Linked DNA regions of Zea mays: region 1 is linked to region 2. A link is a contact called in public Hi-C data. All regions are on one chromosome and are shown on one strand. The core of a region is the stretch at or near the end of the contact, and the rest is flanking DNA. Distances in the headings are between cores, read along the strand shown.

The links. A called contact is a pair of places that touch in the nucleus more often than the background predicts.
Region 1: a Hi-C map of ear shows a contact between it and region 2, with 2.5 times the contacts expected there. The contact joins the enhancer-like site here to the promoter of LOC100381605 in region 2. A contact is called at or near these places in 3 of 25 Hi-C or Micro-C datasets (ear, leaf and tassel).

What each region holds. Positions count from the first base shown.
Region 1 is chr5:168,058,209-168,061,843 of Zm-B73-REFERENCE-NAM-5.0, forward strand. No RefSeq gene overlaps it. Among protein-coding and RNA genes, the nearest start is that of LOC100191201, 36 kb to the left of the region's middle. Within about 2 kb of position 1,898, at least 17 of the 20 cell types and tissues checked have an H3K27ac peak or open chromatin away from gene starts, as enhancers often do. A contact at or near this core is called in ear, leaf and tassel, where this site is marked.
Region 2 is chr5:167,950,989-167,954,537 of Zm-B73-REFERENCE-NAM-5.0, forward strand. It overlaps LOC100381605, which reads right to left and starts at 1,358. Exons shown (of 9, transcript NM_001174423.1): 1 at 1,298-1,358; 2 at 635-812; 3 at 219-542; 4 at 1-124. The coding sequence starts at 738.

The DNA.
Region 1 (3,635 bases), core at 648-3,147, 110 kb after region 2:
GAGACTCAATGGGAGGAAACTTATAATTATCATGTAACACTTTGCATATATAGGGCCATTAACTTCCCACATCAAATGAAACAAAACATAAGTTGAATAAATGCATCTTAGATCATTGTAGTTTGCAGCAAAGTTGACAAATCTTCATATTGACGACATGACTAGCTAAATAATGAGCTATAATCCCTTTTCTTGCAGCAAACACTTTTGGGTTTAGCTCCAAAATTGTCATAGCAGTCTAGGCTAAGCTCCCATGAGCAATTTGTTGAGCAAAGAAAATACTTATCTTTCTCATTCAATTTTTTTTCTCTAAATACCTCCTTTGCTTCTCACCCAACTCTATTTTTCAACTTTACAACCACTAAACGGATAGAAACCCAAAGGAGCGAAGACTCAATCATATACAAGGTCTCAACACATGAAGTCATTTTCTTTTATTTTTTAACGAACTGAGCCTTTAATGAAGTAATTTCTTCGGCCATTTTCTTCTCACGTAACAATAAACCCTTGGTGGTAGATTCAACTCACATTCATATACCTCGCATAAGCAAAGTATTCGATACCAACAAAACATCAATAAAACTAACAACCAAAAACGAACTAAAGATAAATTAGAGCACCTAACCTTATACGCTAAAGCAATAGAGGTGTCATCGATGCATTTGGATAGCTTTAATTTTGAAGGCCTTGGCACAACTCGAAGCTTTTTCAAATCAATGCTAATGAATTTAAAAGCATCTAGAGACAAACATTCATCTTGACAGAATTTTAAGCATCGCCGATATGCATCACCATTTACTTTTGTAGTCTCCTCAAAGCGAGTATCTACGAGAATCTTTACTCAAGTATAGGGCTCGTCAATCACCTCTTCTATCTTGTCAACATTTATGGTGCCCTCCTTTTGAGCACATGACTCAACAAATATATCACCTAAGATAAAAAAAAATATAGTCAACATCCATCAACAATAAAAGTTTACAACAAAAACATTACTTACCAATGGTGACACTGTCTTCAAGGTGTTTGGATACCCGACCACCAATAATGGCATTGATGGTGCTCTCGTTTAAATGAGCAACTCTTGCCTTTTCGGCTTCCTCATCAAATACATTGTCATCATCGTCAAAGTTGACACTTGCAAAAATGGTACCCTTCTGTGTTTCAGCTTTCATCGTAGGGGCTTCGGACGTAGGCGCTGTGACATCGGCAACAGAACTATTAGCATGCTCAACTTTCACTTGAATCTCAACGATATTTTTACCTTGATGCGAAGCTAAGCCCTCAATTTTGGCAAGTCACCAGCATCTCATGGAGGCACGTCACCTACTTTGCCTTTTTCTAGAGATCGAATAACTTCCTAAACTGCTGCAAGACTATAAAGAAATATATGGATCTCAACCTGATCTATTTGTACAGGAGGCAAATACTTTTCTTCCTCGTCACTACTAGACCGAACCTCAACAAATTCGGCTTTCTTTTTCTTGGCTAATCTTTTCAGAGTCGGTTCTCTACGTGCCCTCTTCTTAATGAAGGTATATGTTATTTTTGTATGCTTAGTTCCAGTTTTATTTTTTTTCCTATGGTTATAAGTTTTATTAATCTTTTCCCCAGATTTTTCTATCAATAGAAAAAAATATTATTCAGACTTCTCAGGTTTGAGTAAAAAGAAAATAGAGTTTTTCTTCAGTACGCAGCCTGGCAAATTCAAGCCTGCTCGTTGTTTCTCCTTGACTTGGCCTGTTTATTTTTCCCTTCCCTTCTCTGCGCTTTCCTTATCTTGGGCTAGCCCAACTTTTCTTGCTCGCTCCCAGCAGCATTCTTGCGCGCCTCCCTTGCAAGTTGGGCCGTAGCCCAATGGCCGGCTGGTTGCCAGTCAGCTCCATCCGCTCTCTGCCCTCTCTTCTCTCAGGTCTCAGCTCGTGTGCGCTCACCCTCGCTTTCGGTTACGGGCCATGGCCCAGCTACCATCAGCCCGACGACACCTCTCCTTTTGACTCTGTGGCTGCTCGTCGTCCCCTTCGCTCTCCGCTGTCCTCTCTCTTCCACAGGCAACAGGAAGCACACGCCACTCTCTCATCTCTACGCTAGTTTTTACTCGGGAATTACCTTGAGAACCTTGTGCAAGCTTTGGAAGCTGTGTTGGAGGACGTCCGTGCTATTTGCCCAGGATGCACACAACAACAGCTCCAAGAATAGAGGAACTAGAATCCAAGAAGGAGCGGCCTCTTTTATATTAGTTGACCGTCTCTTTTGTTTTTTTATAAAACCGAAAGCCAATTAAAGAGATTGACTTTTACCGAAAACCACAGCTAACAACAGTTTTTGCCGAGTACAATTTTGATAACATTTTTATCCCTTCTTTCACATATTTCTGGCTTTCAACGATTCACGAAAATTGCCCACCTAGCACTTGTTACCGGTTTATTTCTTTTTTTCCCCCGGTACACGTGACTGTCTCGATGGTGGCGGGGACGGTCCCGATGCGGCCTGCCTCGACGTGGTGTGGCGCAAGCTGTCCTGCATCTATTGAAAACTACGTTACCACGGATCACCAGATCCGCTCCCTTCTCTCTCGTCAGCAGTAGAGGTGTAAGAAGATGTAGAGAATCCGTCTCCTTCCCATAAGCACGACAGAGGAAACACATGAGACACTGGATATAGGGTTGGGCCTCTGGCCTCTTTCTGATCTCTGTAATATAAAGAGGTGTACAGGTTCCTTATATAGAGATGTGAGACCCCTCAGGGGCAAAGCCGGTATTTGCCCACATAACCCTAACTAGGGTTACTTAACACTCCCCCTTGGGCGAATACCGCGACCAACACATGCCTCGTTAAAACTCTGAAAAACCCAGTGGGAAAAAAGTGGAGAAAGAGTGCATGGTGATACAAATTGCATTTGTACTTTGTTGCCTCGTTAAAAACCTCATGTGAGAAACTTCAAAAAAAAACTCACCAAGGGAAAAAGAGTACAACAACTGTCATCGGGACAAATTTCGTTCCTCTGGGATCTAGATTCTATCGAACCTTCTACAAGGGCTAACTTTAGAAATGTGCTCCCCCTGATCCTTGCAAAACTGTATCAATAAGGCGAAACATCTTCTTCTGGAAGTATATACACATAAAGATTTAGCAAACGGATTGCATATCCTTGCAAGGACTATTTCAGGAACTTTACCTCTACTCACTTCTAGGATATACGAGGTAAGTGCACATATCAATATAAATAAGCCACTTTGACTGATGGTGTTCGATCGACTGGATCTATATATTTGATAGAAAGTTCTATAAAGATTCATATATTGATCATCAAGCTCATGCTTTCAGGGCATAGAATATGTCATTTATTGTCTCACGATTGTGATCAATATAAGAATTCGCTCCCCCTGACGATGACATCTGTCAAAGTTGTTATCCCTCATAACTCAAGCATATTCTTCAAGATATATGTCTCATTGTTCATCTGGAATAACGAGAATGGATGAGGTTGGGGTGCTATCATTTTCTATCTTACACCACAATTTATACATAGTTGTGCAAAGCAAATAACATGTCCTTCAATAGGACTTAGGGGATAATATAGTTGCAATAGTACATATTCTAAATATGACACATCGCTCTAGGCATTCATCCTTTGC
Region 2 (3,549 bases), core at 108-2,607:
TCGGCTATCCAAAAGGGCATCTTGAACATGTGCTTGTAAGGCTTTGGAAAGTTTAGCACTCACTTCACTCCACATATCGTTGGGGTCAAATGCAGCATTCCTTTCAGGCAAGAACTTTAGGTCCCTAAATTTGTGAAAAGGAGTCGCGTTAGCAGTTATTTTTTCTGCTATGCCACCACTCTGATATCTAGAAGTAATAATTATGGAGCTAGTCTTACCTACCAGAATGAGAGGAGCTTGGCTCTGGAATATGTTGAGAAACATTCTGATTTCTGACACGAGGAGATGTCTGCCCAGAGGGTACAACTCCAGCCAAATATGCAAAAACCATGCTGATAGTGAGAAGAGCTTCATCCGAAATCAGTATTAGATTTGGTGAGACCATGCTCTCCGAATCCATGAGTGGCTGCAAACAGTAACATTTAACTGAAGTTTCCACCCTGTGATCCCTTCCATGAAAACCAAAAGGGGTAAATGCAACACTTGTCCATTCTCTTGCTGCTTTGGATTGGCATGGAAGATGAATCTTGAGGGCGTAGTTCCTGCAAACAAAGTAAATGCGAAAAAAGTTGGATGGCAACCCAACAACTCAAGACTATCTCAACGTAAGGATGGGGGGAAAAAGAATGGCAACCTCTTTGGATCCATGATTGGCATATTCAACTTGCTGTTGGACCAGGTCCATCTCCCTTGATACTGGCCTCTCACTCTCAGCGTTGCCAATGAACATTCGGCCATTAGAGGATTACTAGAGCTCCTGACTAGTGTTCAGTGCATCACAAAGGTGCGAAGGGAGAAAGAAGCATTGTTTCCTGCATAAGAAAACAAGTATCAGAATTTCTGGTGAACTAGAGTCGTTAGTGAATATATAGATAAATGTGAAGACTGCGTGATCAACCGAAACAGACAATTTTACACAGGATTCTAGGTGTATGTTTCCCATCACAAAGCTGTAGCTTCCTATTCGTATGTCCTACCACCTGAAGCTGAAGCAATAACATTCCAATCAACAGCAAATGCGCAAGTTAGATCTGGCTAAATCTAATTCGATTTCCTGCGTTGAGGTTTATTGATGACTCCTTCACAGAAGCACGGAAGGCAGGGGGCACAATGTGTCTTGGTGGCAAGTGGCAACCAATCCGTAAGCCGTAGCAGAAGCAAATGTATCTCTTGCCAGTGGGAGGCTGGAGCTCCAAGGCCAAGCAGCCCCAGATCAAGGGCGGACCCAGCCTCCGAACCCTAACCCGGTCATGCCGACAACCTGAGAGGAGGAGGGAGGAGGAGGAGGAGGACCCACCTTGCCGCTGTTCCTAGTCACCGGAGCTCGAGCCCACGAATCGGAGCACGAGGAGAGAGAGAGGGCGGCTGACCTCGGACAGCAACAATGCTGCGAAGATAAGGTTTGGGGAGCGTTGCCGTTGGATCTTCCGCCTGGGCATCCGACGGACCACGGAGGCGCGCACGCCAAGCTTCTCCCGTGCGCAAAAGTGTGCGCACAAGGACCCTGTTTGTTTGTTTTTTTTCCTTCTCACCCCACTTAGATTCTACCCCCTCGGTCACAAATGTTGATCATTCTCATTTTTTAGGAATCAAACATTTTTATCTTTAACTATATTTATATAAAAAATATTAATATTTGTTATGAATCAATACGATATAAAGTTGATCAAACATAGAGAAGATATAGATTTAACGTGGAACAAATCAAAGTGAAAAAACCGCGGACGCCGGCTAGAAGAATATCACTATTTTTTGGGTGGTTACAGATCGCAGAAGATTTACAATTAGGTCGATCTCCTGCAGATTACAAGTGTATTTATAAAGGCTAAACCCTAAGGTGAGTAGGAAACGATTTGTACCGCGGGGGCCTTCGCTTCGCTCGCCAACTTGGCCCTCTTCTTCAGAATTTAGATCACAAACTCAACAATATTTATAGTACATAATTAATATCATTAGATAGATCTTTGAATTTATTATTATAGTAAAATTATTTGAAGACACAAATATTGCTAATATATTCTATAAATCTAATCAAACTTAAGAAAGTTTGACTGACACGAATACCATAGCGACAAACATTTATGAACAAAGGAAGTAGGAAACACAATGATTCTCTCGATTATTTATGGCATATTTGGAAGGACTTTACTTTTAAAATTCCAGGTCCGTTCTAGCTTCTTCCATCCAAGCAGGTCAAACTTCACGAGCTCTAGCTTTAAAAAATTAAAACTAGAGACTACTTTCATGAAATTTACGAAGCTCTTCAAAGGGTGCTTCACAAACACTATTTTCACATCTCATCATGAAGTTGCATGAAAATTACCAACCATGCCACTGGTTACACAACATAGCGCTTTGATTTTCTCGTGACAACCACTAATTATCAAGGGTAATAAGAAAACTCACATAAATCAATTGCATTACAGAAGCTGGAGCCCATGTACAAGTCAAACACTACTCGAACCCACTTCAACAATTTGTTAGAGCTGTTTTATGATGAAGCTGGAAACCCGAAGCTGAAATTTTTGAAGTGAAACTCTCCTAAACATACTCTTAATTTCTGCTTATCAAATTCAATTATGAACCGTAGACTTTGTAAGAAGCAAAAATAATTTAGACGCTCAGTTGGACTATCACTTTGAATTAAAGCCAATTGTTCGGACTATTTCAACTGTAACCATAGATACAAAACACTGTAGAAATAGTAGAAGCAGTTTCGGATTAAAGCCAAGCGAACAGATTGTCGCTTATTTTCATCCATAAACGTATTATAAGTGAAATTAAACATGCTCAAGAAGGGAAAGGGGTGGGCATAGCCGTGTGGATAGGGCTAGAAATGACCCAAGCCGAGCTCAACTTAGTGGTTGATCAATCTCGACTTGGCTCAAACGAGTTGAAGAATGAGTTTGGGCTCATCTCTAAGTTGGCTCGTGAGCTGACTCGATTAGCAAGTTATACCCTAATAAATGTTATTACATTATATGTGTCAGGGGTAATAATTAGGGAAACCCGAATTACCCCCTAACAAACGCACACAGAGAAACAAGGACGAAAACCTTCGAGGGGCGACAGCCAAGCTACCCACAAAAAACCGAGACATCTCCCCGAGAGTCTCCCACCTCAGGCAGGACTCCGCCTCGCCCGAGGTCACCGCTGCACCGTCTGTCTCGCCCGAGCCAGCCTTAGGAAAATAGGACAGGGTCGCCCAAAAACAGGAAGGAGACATGCGCATTTAGTGTGTGCGCCAACCCACGCTGCGTTAGCATAGCTCGGTGACTCACGAGACAACGATCACGTCTAGCGCAACAGCATGATTACGTCTACACTACAGTGTGCGCACGTCGCCTGCCTCCCTCTGATGGGACGCCTAATACGACAAGCCGAGCAGACTAGCCTTCGGGCGCAATCTCTCTGCCTCGCCCGACCCCAGGTCCAGCCTTCGGGCGATTTCTCCGCCTCGCCCGACGTCAAGTTCGGTCCTCAGCCAAATTCTCCGCCTCGCTCGAGCTCGGCTTTGGCCACCTACTACGTCGTGAATCCCACAAACGG